Linked DNA regions of Sus scrofa: all the other regions are linked to region 3. A link is a contact called in public HiChIP or PLAC-seq data. All regions are on one chromosome and are shown on one strand. Each heading gives the region's core, a stretch centred on a gene start, on an enhancer-like site or on the middle of the called end of the contact. The rest is flanking DNA. Distances are from core to core; before and after follow the strand shown. Region 1 overlaps LPP (lipoma-preferred partner). Region 2 overlaps LPP (lipoma-preferred partner). Region 3 overlaps LPP (lipoma-preferred partner). Region 4 has its middle 21 kb from the start of LPP.

Region 1 (3,030 bases), core at 428-2,927, 190 kb before region 3:
GGAAACCATAAAAGGCACTCAGCTAGGATGTGTGTTACTAGAACCAACAGGTTTGTGTTTGTGTTCTGTTCCCTCTCATCAGAGTGGTTGGAAAGGAAAGTCTATTCATTAAAAATTGAAATTAGTATTAAAAATCACAATTCTACTTTTGTTTTGAGATAGATAAAAGTACCAGAATGATATATGGATCCAAAAAAGCCGTCTCCTCTCAAAAAACATTCTATTTTTCTAAAACATTATATTTAAGATCATTTTACTTTCTATTGTTTTAGTTTCTATTCTGAAAAGTGCTAAAAAGGTGCTGGGCAGGGATAAAAGAAAGAAAAGGGGGTGAAGGGAGAGATTAGATAGATAGATAAGTAGGTAGAAGAGGTGGAGAAAAAGGGAAAAGTGAGAGAGAAAGGGAGGGATAGAAAAATCAATAGTTTTTAAATTTGCCTTGTCAGATGTTTATTGTTAAAAGATGTTATACTTTGCCAAAATACTCTCTGGGTGTACATACATTTATTCAAATTTATGAAAATAAACATTATGTACCCATTTATAGAAATATTTATATAAATTACAATATACATGTAAAGCAAAAGCAAAGTAGGTTAATTATAGAAACTTAAAAAATATGTAGAGGGAGTTCCTGTTGTGGCTCAGTGGGTTAAGAACCCAACTAGTTTCGAGGATGTGGGTTCGATCCCTGGCCTCGCTCAGTGGGTTAAAGATCCAGCATTGCTGCAAGCTGTGGCATGGGTTGCAGATGTTGCTGGGATCTGGCATAGGTCTGGCATAGGGTCTGACTGGATCCCTAGCCTGGGAACTTCCTTATGCCACAGATGCGGCCCTAAAAGAAAAAGAAAAAATATGTAGAGAAGTGTAAGAAAGAAGTCTTATCTCCTACAACCCCAGAAATAACTTAGTGTACACATCACTTTAAATGCTATTAAATATTCATACATAATTACATGTCACAATTCAAGTAATACATAGATCCATACCTAATTAAGAGAAAAATACAATAGATGTGGAAGTATCTAGGGTGTTATTTCTCAGAGTAAATTAGAGAAGAATTTAATACTGTCAGGGAAATAAAAGAATTAGGATTTTAAAAATCTAAATCCCTACAACTATAGACACAGAATACTACATAAGGAAGTATAAGTATTATACTTATATATAAAACTACAACTATAGATAAGGAATACCTAAAGTACTCTCAGATTAAGTTTTACACAACTAGAAAGTACTGGGGTAGAGACAGGAGTGAATGTGAGAGACAGCTGGGTAATTACAAGTGTAACACTACAACCTTACATGAGATTACCATTTTGTGGCTGATAAAATATTCTCACTCATTTCTTTACCACTCAATATTTTTATCCAATATCATTATTGTTCCATTTTTCCTCATGGAAATGAGCCCCAAAGATACCAGCTACACTAGTTCTTCAAGAATTCAGATGCAGTGCTTTTAATCCTTGTTTTGTTTTCTGAGATACAGAAGATTGACCTTGACACACTATGGTATAAAGGAAAGAACACTGGACTGTAAGTTAGGAACTTGTGCTCAAACTCATCATCCCTGCACAACCCAGCAAATGAGCAAGCCCTCTCTTCTAGCTCTTCCTTTACCTCCTCTATAATGGAGCTAATAATAGAGCTGATGAAACTCACCGGGGTAATAGGAAGTGCGCCTGGCATAGTGCGTGACACTGGAAGGAAGTAACACAAAATTCTACCAGCCTACCTGTTACCACTTCAGGAAGCTGAGAGCCCACTAGCATAAAGAACATCATTTCCTCCAAGCTGGTGTCACTGGGCTAAGCACTGACTATATTCAATTCTGACTATATTCAATTCATCTAAATTCTGTGTATTTAAAGGAAACTCACAAACCAAATCAATGTGAACCAAAGCAAATTCTTGGTCTATCAGAGGTCTGTAAAGAGCCAAAGTCTATCAAAGAGCTGCATCTTTTCCTGAACCAAATCTGCAGCTACACAATGGGCTGAAGTGGAAATAACAACCATACAAACAGATGACCATGAGCCTCAGCCATTCAAACCAGGGCCCTACATCAGGAGGCTGGGGTTAGGTGGAGGTGGCTACTCAAAAGGCAGGCAGAATCCAGTCAGGCTTCCTTTTATGCATCTCCAGCTACTCTACTGCTGAAAGCCCAAGGTCCAAAAAAGACAATCCTAGGGTATCTCCAGTCCAATCAATCACACAAAGTAACTTTTTTTTGTGGGGGGGGGGAAGGGGGGAGAGAATGAACCCAAATGGTTCCAAGAGGCAAGAACAACTGGTGAGAACCCATTTCTTAGCATCATTCAATCAAGAAGTCCACGTCATCAGCAATGCTAATTTAATAAACCAGAGCTGCGGTGCTATAATTGGATTGCCATTCGAGCTAGTGAGTTTCCAGGGTAACCGTGTTCTTGCCACAGATAAAATGCACCTAGTAGCACAAAGATTAAGAGTTTGGGGAGAGTCAGCATCAAATGAGAGGTCAAGAATTTATGCTGAAGAGAGCTAGCTATATATACCAAAAGCAAATGAGTGAAAATTGACTGGACTCAATATCCCAGGCCTGCCACATTCCAGCAGTATTATTTCAAGGGAAAACAAATAAATAAAAAACAAAACTCCTCTGGGTCTTGATTCCTCATCTGTAAAATGAGTATAGTCATGGTATCTGTCTCATAGGGTTGTTACAAGGATAAAACAGGGGACTTAATAATTGTTACATTTAAAGCTCCAACTAACGTTAAAAAAAAAAAAGAGAGAGAGAAAGAGAAGGAGTTCCCGTCATGGCTCAGTGGTTAATGAATCTGACTAGGAACCATGAAGTTTGAGGGTTTGATTCCTGGCCTTGCTCAGTGCATTAAGGATCCCGCGTTGCCATAAGCTGTGATGTAGATCACAGACGTGGCTCAGATCCCGTGTTGCTGTGGCTGTGGCATAGGCTGGTAGCTACAGCTCCGATTTGATCCCTAGCCTGGGAACCTCTATATGCCACGGGTGCAGCTGCAGAAAAGA
Region 2 (3,385 bases), core at 165-2,664, 220 kb before region 3:
GCGCATGCGCGCGCACACACACACACACACACACACACACACACAACTTAAACATTCCTCAATTCTTTGAAGGAAGGCATCGGAGCACAGTTTCAGACGCCATTGCTTTCTTCTAGGAAATAGCTCACTAGATGAAGTTTTTCCACAATTTTATTATGAAGTCTGCTGTGTATATGCCGGCATGTTTCTGAGTATTTTCTATTTCATAACTATGTGTGTGAAAATAGCACATTTAGCTATATATTTTTTCTCTTTTTTTACCTCATTGGAGGTGGAAGGGGTAAAGAACAGGAATCATCTTAAAGCATATTTATTTATGTTCTTCGTGGTAAAAAGAAAGCTATGGCAACACTTTCCTGGCCCACATATTCAATTAAATACACAGCAAATCTTTTCTACTTACTGGATTCATTGGCACTTTCGAATATTTATTTTTGGCATTTCATTTCTTTTTTGTTTTTGCAGGAATTCTTAAAGTTTTATCATGATTTAACATTTATTTTAAAAACCAAACACATTTTAAAAATTATACTCACACAGATATACATATATATGCATATACAATTTTTTTTTCCTGAGAATTGAATTGCTGTAGCAGTCTTTTTACGTGGTTATTTTTCCATTAATTGATTTCCAAGCCTCTTAAGCATGGAAAGCACAGTGAGGTTAATGGGAGGATAGTGTCCTAGAATGAGTAGTGCATGCTTCCCTGTTCCCCAGGAGTTAGTAGTCTGGTAGAGAGACTGATGAATAATCAGTAACTTTTGAATGGATGTCTCCTCTACCAGGCAGAACTGACTGTGGCCAGGCGACAAGGATAGTCAAGGGGCCATGAGAGCACCTCTCTGGCTCATATTAGGGAGCAGATCCACAGCTTCCTTTTGTCCAATTCAAGATCACATCTCACATTCCTCTATCCATCTTACCCAACCCACCCATTCCCTGGACACACCCCACAGGTTCATACACATGCACACACACACTCCTACTCTAACCTTCTACTACGTCTTCTAAATAATATCTGATTATTTCTGGAATCCCTGTACTTTACCCCAGTCTCACTTTCTCTTCCCTAGTTCCGACCCTTCTCATCACCCTGAACTGTTTATTGCCATGATCTAATCTCACCTCTCTCCCATATCTCCTCCGCAATACTGACAAGTGTGATCTCTCTGACGTAAATACTGGATCCTGGCTCTCTGCTGATCTGGATTTGCCAATGACTCCGCCTTGTGTTGAACTCTTTTTATCATGTTGCACTGTTTTTAATACACTTTAGAAGGACTTTCCAATCTAGCCCTTGCCTTCCTGTCCAGCCACCACCTTATTTCCTCCATCACACACAGCATACACTCCAGCAATATTAGGCTTACATAAAGACAAGAATAGACCATACACTTATGTATGTACTCTTGCTTGTCAGCCACAACTTCCTTCTACAGTCTCTGATTTCTTCTTTATGACTGTTCACCATGTTTCTTCCCTGCTGCTCAGTCAATTTCTGTCTGGCAGTTGGCTACTGATTCTTCGAGTCTCAAATCAAATTGTGCCTCTTCCGTAAAGTCTTTCTGGAAGTCTGGAGACATCCATTCAATAGTTATTGATTATGGATTGGCTTCTCTACCAGATTAACTCCTGGGGGATAGAGAGACATCCTAGGACACTATCCTCCTCCCATTAACTTTATATATTAAAGATGTTTATAAAATAATTAACAGGAAAATAAAAACATAAAAAGACATATAAATCCCCTGGAAGGATTTTGAGTTTTTTCTATGGTCTTTCAGTTATATTTCCAATGGGCTTTGTAGATACCTCCATTAACATAATTGCCTGCTAGGAGTTCCCGTCGTGGCACAGTGGAAACAAATCTGACTGGGAACCATGAGGTTGTGGGTTCAATCCCTGGCCTCGCTCAGTGGGTTAAGGATCTGGCATGGCTGTGGCTGTGGTGTAGGCCACCAGCTACAGCTATGATTTGACTCCTAGCCTGGGAACCTCCATATGTGGCGGGTGCAGCCAAAAAAAAATAAAATAAATTACCGTCTAGTGTTTTAATGATTGTCTTGTGTGTTTATAAGTTGGGAAGAAGTCACACTGTAAACTACAGAAAATCAAGTTATCATGGTCTGAAACATATAGAGATTTATCTTTTGTAATAGGAAGGGCAGCCAAGAACCACTATGCCTGTTCAACAATGACAGCAAGAATTCAGGCTCTTTCTAGCTTTTTGCTAGAAGTGCTTTTCTAGTCTTTCTACCAAAGTGCTACTGATACTAGTCAACATAGTGCCCAAAGGATGATGAATAATGATTCTCTTTATCTGACACAAGACCTCCCTTAACTCTCTCTATTAACTCTTGCCACAACCTTGCCCACACTTGAAATACCTTCTATATTATGAAGAATCTCTTGACCTTCTCTCTCCAGAATCCATCTGTACTTGAAATGCTAGGCCCAAATATTCAATTCTATTTCATGTATTTACTTGGATGTCTCATGTGCTCTTCAAGCTTAAGATGTTAAAAACTACTTCATCTTCCTCCTTGAATCTAATTTTCATGCTTTTTGTCTGCTTTTCACATCCACCTCAGTATTGTTCAAATGAGAACACTAGGAGTCCTTCTTGAGCCTCTCCCTCACATCCCATTCAAGTAAAAAATCCTGTTGATCTTATTCCCTAAATAGGAAATTTAGAATTCAAATACTTCCCTGTTTCCTCTGCTGTAGCCACCTCCCACCAGGAATTATCCATCAGCATCCAAACTGGGCTCCCAATGTCTACACTTCTTCAACATCAATGAACCCTTCATTCTAGAGAAAGTGATTCCCCTCAAATGCAGATCTGATCACATTACTTGCTTGAAAGTCTTTGGTGGTTTAGTGGAGTGATTTGTACTAAGTCTATGGCTTCTGCTTCTCCTTGAGAGGTACATGGCATGTTACTCTCTGACACTGATTTCCTTTGATATCCAGTGTGCCAGACTCTCTCGGATCTCAGCGATTATAACTTTCTGCTTTCCGATCTCTCTCTGAGTTCTAAGTCTAGCTAATTCCTAAGAATCCTTTAAGTCTCAGCCTGAGTGTCAAGTTCCTCAGTGGATATTTGCCCAAACCTTCTGACACAGAGACCACTCTACCCCCCTACTTCTATAGGTATCGCACTTGCAAATGTCTGTTTTTATAGGGCTAGATACCATCCTTTATTTTAACTTTTTAATAAATTTATTTTGTTGAAGTATAGTTGATTTACAGTATAGTGTTAATTTTTGCTGTACAGTAAAGTGATCCAGTTGTATGTATATAAGTACACACACACACACACACACATATATATATATATATATGTCATATATATACATATATTCTTTTGCATATTCTTTCC
Region 3 (3,512 bases), core at 88-2,587:
GTGAACATTGTTGCATTTGTACTGCACTTATATATCTACTCTCTCATTTGATGTTTTTCATGAGCTTCTGCAGCAGGAAGAAATGGAATAATTGTTTTAGAGATGAAGAGATTCAACTCTACAAGATGTGATTTGCCCCAAAACACACAGCTCATAAGAAGTAATGACAAGATGTGAATTCAGGATTCTCGAGATTCTCCAACTAAACTTGTGTTCACTTATTCAACATTGTCTCTCTTATCTGAAGTGTTTAATCAAGCACAAGAAGTTGATAATGGAGCCCTAGGGAAGTTATCTAATTGGATAGAGCCTCAGATGGGTTCTCTTAAAACATAAAAGAAGGAAAGAGAAAGAGAGAGAGAGAGAAAGGAAGAAATAAACCACTTCGGGTAAAGATAGTTAAATTTCCTGGAAAACAGGGGTCTTGAACTGTCCTTTAAAGATGTATTAATCAAAGCAAGCCCACAAACTGACAATTTCAGAATCATTTCGGAGCTTGTTAGAAATATAAATTTTTCCACACTGTGTTCTCAGGCCTCCAGGACAATAACCTCTGAGGCACAGACTGCCCAGGTGATTCCAATGCATAGAAAGTTTGAAAAGTGTTGCTTGAAAGTAAAAGTCAGACCTGAGTAAATAACAAGACGGTTACAGGTAGGCTAAAAAGGGGGAAGGGGGGAAGGGCGTTGGGGAGGGGGGACAACATGAAAAATTAGGAGGCCTAGAATCCAGAAAATTCAAGAAATGTCAGCAAAAAAAGGTTCAGAACACTGGGCTGGGAAGGTAGTATCCTGTGAAGGACAGGGTCCGAATAAACCTGGGGTGAAATCTTGAACTAGAGAAAGCTGAATGCAAGCAGAGCAGTCTCTAGAACCACTCAGGCCCAAAGTTTAAATCTTGAGAGAAAGTATGTAGACCTAAGCAACAAAAGCATCATGTGATGCAGGACAAGAGGTCCCTCAGGGTTTAGAAGGTCTTCAGAAGAGAACCTCTTTTACAACCTGGAGAAACACAAGTTCACCAGACAGACAAGGATGGAAAGAACCATGGCAAAGGGCCAAGGTGTAAAACAAGATCTATTTAGCACCAGTGAGGCACCCTTGATTCAGTGTCCTCATCTGTACAAGAAGAGATTAATGATCCTAACCCAGTTGAACTATTGAGAAGATTAAATAAAACAGTTCTACACAATGACTCCAAATGTGATGTCCGGCACAGAGTGGACACTCAACACAGTACACTGACTTTCTTTCTCTTCCAGGCCACTGCAGTTCGTGAGAGTGAGCTAGGCATTGGGTCCTCTCTCGGGCTGGTTGGTAAGTGACTGATTTGGAGGATGTTTTCTCATAAAAGTTCACAGGGCAGCCTGCTGGGGGAGGTCCCGTGGTTATGAAGCATCACACTCAGCCACATTCCATTTTAAGACCTACAGCTCCTTCACTTCCTGCTTCTCACTCTTACTTTTTTCAGAGGGGCTGCAGGTTCTCAAGGTTATCTTGAGCACAGCTTTCTTTCTAAATGACACATAACCACTTCTACAGGCAAAAGTGCTCTGTGTAACTTCTTCTTTCAGAATGGGACTCTGGGCTGCCTGAAAATGGATCTAGGTCCATTCCCAGATGATCTCTTGGAAAGCAGACATGAATCAGTCCAGCAGGTTGGCTGGAGGTCTCCAAGAGTCTGTCTACAGGGGGATATTAACTAGGGTTGCTCAAAGGGAAAAACCAAGTTCCAGAGTCAATTGAAAGCAAGCTGACCGCTGTCCCACAGGGTTTCCTGAAAGATTTAGCAAGCTAATGTACTTTGTCAGTACCTAAGAGGGCGCCAGAGTATGCCGCATTCTCCAGGCTTACAGGGACCAATTTTAAGAGTGGTATCTCCTTGGACTACTATTTACTGACCATGCAGGAGAAAACAATACGTCAGCGCATGATATAGATAAGGCAGGGATCATCCGTTTGCTTAGAGTCCATTCCCAGAAAGATTAAGAAGGTGGCAGCATTTTTGTTATGCTTCTTCACCTTCCCATTCATTATCTATACTCACCGCATCCTCCTCTTCCTCCACAAGCCCTTTCCCTTCCCCATTACTCTGTGCACGCTGTTTTACAAAGAATCTGCTAATTCGATAAACTAATGCCTTCTTTTTCAACACTTTGCACATCGGTGCCTCTATTATGTTATTCATTCCATTTGCTTAGGAAGCATCCCCTTTATCAAAATCCTATTAATTCAAGGCCAACCCAAATGTCACTTCCCCCAAGAAGCCTTCCTTAATCCCCTGCCCTCCACACCAGTTGGAAGTAATCGTTCTTTGCTCCTCACTGAACTTTCTCAGCAAGTTTCCACTTTCTACCTTAAATGATAGTTATCTGTGTGCTGTCTCACCTTCACCAGTTGGTTCACCCCTTTCCTAATACTTTCACACCTGTCATCTTGGTTCATCCCTACAACATGCTGGGAGGAAGAACAGGCAGGTATAATTATACTCATAGTATGGAGTAAATGTAGCTTAGTGGTTAGAAGTGGAGTTGCTAGAGACAGACTATCTGAGTTCAAGTCCTAGATAAACTCTCTGGTTCTCAATTTTTCATCTGTGAAATGGCAGTAATAGCAATACCTTCCTCAGAGGGGGATTATGGGGATTAAGTGAGTTAATGAGGCAAAGTACTCACACCTAACTAAATATGCATTTTTCTAAATCTTTTTAGGGCCGCACGGTGGCATATGGAAGTTCCCAGGCTAGGGGTCGAACTGGAGCTGTAGCTGCTGGTCTATGCCACAGCCATAGCAATGACAGATCCAAGCCACATCTGTGACCTACACCACAGCTGAAATGCCAGATTGATTAACCACTGAGCTAGGCCAGGGATCAAACCCGCATCCTATGGATCCTAGTTGGATTCATTACTACTGAGCCACGATGGGAACTCCTCAATATGCATTTAGTAAGGGTTCCAGGGGAGTTTAGAAGTGGCCAGGTCAGAATTTTCCAGATTTATGTCATGTTTCTTTCCTCAATAATGTTATCTTTCAGCATTGCTCATTCATTGGGTAAATATTTATTGAGCTCATAGATGAGCCAAGAGTGACTCTAGGCAACTAGAATACAGAGAAGACAGACAGGGCTCTGAATTCTCAGTCCTTACAATCTAGCAAGAGGCAGAGGGAGTCCATGCAAAAGTTAAATACTAAACAAATGAGAAAACAAACGTGTTGGTTTTTATTTTGGTTTGTCCTCATGTCATCCCCTCCTTCCCAATAATCTATTGTACTATTTTACTTTGACCAAAACTATACACAAAATGCTTCCTGTTCCATTCAAAATTCTAGAGTTCAACATTGGTTTAGAACATTTTGCCTCATATCACTAGTTTCTTCAAGGGATGCATCAGGAATCACACCTGGGTTTTTTTTCTAATTATCCTACGCATGTATTTTGGGTCACCCCTCCCCCCAGCCCAATAAACCCAGGTGAATCCCCAGTGGCTTATATGAGACTCAATAAAAGCA
Region 4 (3,102 bases), core at 360-2,859, 220 kb after region 3:
CCATGACTCAGCAGTCCTAGCCTCTGAGAAACTCCATCATCATCATGACAAACCATCAACAATGAAGTTTTCTTGCACTCTAGTTCTGAGTCAGGCAAGTCAGTCTTCGCAATGTGTAGCCCCAGATCCAATTAAGTGACCAATTTTTAATTCATTCCATGTGAATTTTATTGATAATCTGTTAGGGCCATAGTTATGCTGTGTAAACTGGATGATATGAAACGCATAATCTACTAGAACACAAACAGCTAGCATTTATTTCCAATTTTATGGTTTAGGGATGGTTTCCATGTATGTATGTGTCATGTCTTCTGGAATTCATATCAATGACTTTGAGTTGACATTCAAATATGTGGCAGATAAGAAATATCAAAAGGAGTTTCTGTTGTGACTCAGCAGGTTACGAATCCAACCAGTATCCATGAGGATGTGGGTTCCATCCCTGGCCTGGCTCAGTGGGTTAAGGATCCAGCCTTGCCATAAGCTGTGGTGTATGTCACTGACATGGCTTGGATCCTGCATTGCTATTGCTGCAGCTATGTGGCTATGGTGTAGGTCAGTAGCTGCAACTCCAACTCCAATTCAACACCTAGTCTAGGAGCTTCCATATTGTAGGTGAAGCCCAAAAAAGCAAAAAAAAAAAAAAAAAAAAAAAAAAAAGGTGTCAAGAGAGGTCTCCTTCTAACACTTTGCTGTGGCCAACACAGGCCAGAGACCAATCATCAGCACTGCTGCATCCCCAGAGATAGAGACATTCTATTTTCTTCATTCAACCATAGGTGATCCCTCAGTACATCTGTAATATATCTCAACTGCTCAAGTTCAAGTCAAAGTTTTCTTTCTCTAGAAAGTCTTTCTAGATTTCTCCCTCTCCAGCTAAAAATATCTTCCTTTTTTTGAATACCTACAGTGCTTTTGCTATACCTCTTCTATCACATTTTTATTATATTAAAAGCAATTTTATTACATTTTCCTTCCTGTTCATACCTTATATTCTCTACTACTCTGTGAATACCTACTCTAGATCCATTGAACCAGAGTCTGAGGGGTAATTATGATTCGTTTCTGCTGAGACACAACAGGAACTCCCCATTTTTATGTTTTTATAAATTTGACCACTTCTCTCTGAGGCAAATTTCATTTATGGACAGATAATTGTTGCTAGCAAGGAGCAAGCACAGGACATTTCTAAAGACTTCATTGGCTCTACCATGCATGGGTTAAGAGACCTCCAGCAGAGGAAATTTCATGGGTCATTTCCCAGTAACATGTGACAAACTGCAATCCTAAGAGAAGCCTCAGGTTAATGAGGCAAGCAGATGCACAGGCCAGACCTCAAGACACTGTGGGCAGGAGATTAGGCTTTACAGTAGCACCGATGACTGAAGAATTCTGATTTATTTTCACTCTCTCTACAACTTGTATGTATTTTGGATCCCAAACTGCATTTATCATATGTTAGACCTTGTTGAAATATCAAGGAGTAAGAAAATCAATTGTAGTATCTCTAAGCAAAAACTGACATTGGTTAGAGGTGTACTGTGTTTGCAAAGAGAGCTACAATAGTCTCTTTACAATGTTACTTTGCTCTTCCTCCCACAAAGAAGAGGAATTTACTTAGTCACCCTTTGAATCTAGCTGGCCTCATGACTTTGACTGATACAAGAATACAGCAGCCATATATTTTGCAACTTCTTTTTTTTTTTTTTTTTTTTTTTGTCTTTTTGCCTTTTCTAAGACCGCTCCCTCGGCATATGGAGGTTCCCAGGCTAGAGGTCTAATTGGAGCTGTAGCCACCGGCCTATGCCATAGCCATAGCAATGCGGGATCCGAGCTGCGTCTGCAGTCTACACCATAGCTCACAGCAATGCTGGATTGTTAACCCACTGAGCATGGCCGGGGATCGAACCCATGACCTCATGGTTCCTAGTCAGATTTGTTAACCACTGAGCCACAACAGGAACTCCAATGTTTTGCAACTTCTGAGTCTAGGCCTTGGGAAACCTCACAGCTTCTGCTTTTGCCCTCTCTCTCTTTGTATAAAACTCAACTCTATGTGAAAAAGCCTGAGCTAACCTGCTAAACAATGCAGGCACACAGCCTTGCTATAAGCCAGCAGCAATCAGCTCCAAGCAGACTTGCCAATTGACTGGAATTGCATGAGTGTATCCAGGCAAGGTCATCAGAATGACCACACAGCTAAACCCAGCCCGAATCACTGACCACGAGAATTGTGAGCTAATGACTGTTTGAGGTCACTAAGGTTTTGAACGGGCTTATTACATAGCATAGACTAAAGGATACGTATAATGCATAACACTGAAAGAAATAGTAGCCCTTATTTTAGTGAAGATATCTGGACTGTTGACAAGCTCTCTGGGCCTTTCAAAATGGGTCTGAAGAGTTCCCATTGTGGCTCAGCAGATTATGAACCTGACTAGCATCCATGAGGATGCAGGTTCCATCCTTGACCTCACTCAGTGGGTTAAGGATCATGCATTGCCACAAGCTGCAGTGTAGGTCACAGAGGTGGCTGGGATCTGGCGTCGCTGTGGCTGTGGCGTAACCCTAGCCTGGGAACTTCCATATGCCACAGGTGTGGCTCTAAAAAGTAAAAAATTAAAAATGGAAATAAAATAAAATAAAATAAAATGGGTCTGAAATGAAAGTGTCCATTTTAGACTGTGGGCACAAGCTCACCACAGAGAAAAATAATGTAACGGATGGTTCTGAGGAACAGATTTTTAACTGCAGAGGCGCTGGCTTTTTGTGAGGATGAAGTAACTACATACTCAGGATTTACAAAGACTTGGCTTTTCAAAATAATTCATAATGATTTTTACATTTTGAGTCCAGTTCATAGTTTACCAACTACTTTCAGCATCTTTTGTGGTTTGTAATAAAAAGATTCTTTAGTGCTGACTAGAGTCATAAATTCAGGGGTTTTCAAACTTGGTATCACAGACTTAGAAATGACCTGGGGGCCGTCACTCCAACCTTCCCTTTTAACAATGTTTAAATAGGGAAGACCCAATTAAGATATATTTTGAAGGAAGGATTCAGTCCCTACAAATGAGTGCAATGACACTTACATAGCTCATA

The links. HiChIP or PLAC-seq counts read pairs in DNA pulled down with a chosen protein or histone mark.
Region 1: a contact with region 3 is called in an H3K27ac HiChIP or PLAC-seq map of alveolar macrophages. The contact joins two enhancer-like sites. A contact is called at or near these places in 2 of 2 datasets of contacts at active chromatin or transcription factors (alveolar macrophages and skeletal muscle).
Region 2: a contact with region 3 is called in an H3K27ac HiChIP or PLAC-seq map of alveolar macrophages. The contact joins two enhancer-like sites. A contact is called at or near these places in 1 of 47 Hi-C or Micro-C datasets (heart right ventricle) and 1 of 2 datasets of contacts at active chromatin or transcription factors (alveolar macrophages).
Region 4: an H3K27ac HiChIP or PLAC-seq map of alveolar macrophages shows a contact between it and region 3. The contact joins two enhancer-like sites. A contact is called at or near these places in 2 of 2 datasets of contacts at active chromatin or transcription factors (alveolar macrophages and skeletal muscle).

Annotation. Positions count from the first base shown.
Region 1 is chr13:126,169,253-126,172,282 of Sscrofa11.1, reverse strand. All of the region lies in intron 5 of LPP (lipoma-preferred partner), which reads right to left. Among named protein-coding and RNA genes, the nearest start is that of MIR28, 110 kb to the left of the region's middle. Within about 2 kb of position 1,677, at least 4 of the 83 cell types and tissues checked have an H3K27ac peak or open chromatin away from gene starts, as enhancers often do. A contact at or near this core is called in alveolar macrophages, where this site is marked.
Region 2 is chr13:126,198,245-126,201,629 of Sscrofa11.1, reverse strand. The region is part of intron 5 of LPP (lipoma-preferred partner); the gene reads right to left. Among named protein-coding and RNA genes, the nearest start is that of MIR28, 82 kb to the left of the region's middle. Within about 2 kb of position 1,414, at least 2 of the 83 cell types and tissues checked have an H3K27ac peak or open chromatin away from gene starts, as enhancers often do. A contact at or near this core is called in alveolar macrophages, where this site is marked.
Region 3 is chr13:125,975,051-125,978,562 of Sscrofa11.1, reverse strand. The region is part of intron 2 of LPP (lipoma-preferred partner); the gene reads right to left. Among named protein-coding and RNA genes, the nearest start is that of LPP, 190 kb to the right of the region's middle. Within about 2 kb of position 1,337, at least 14 of the 83 cell types and tissues checked have an H3K27ac peak or open chromatin away from gene starts, as enhancers often do. A contact at or near this core is called in alveolar macrophages, where this site is marked.
Region 4 is chr13:125,760,213-125,763,314 of Sscrofa11.1, reverse strand. No RefSeq gene overlaps it. Among named protein-coding and RNA genes, the nearest start is that of LPP, 21 kb to the left of the region's middle. Within about 2 kb of position 1,609, at least 9 of the 83 cell types and tissues checked have an H3K27ac peak or open chromatin away from gene starts, as enhancers often do. A contact at or near this core is called in alveolar macrophages, where this site is marked.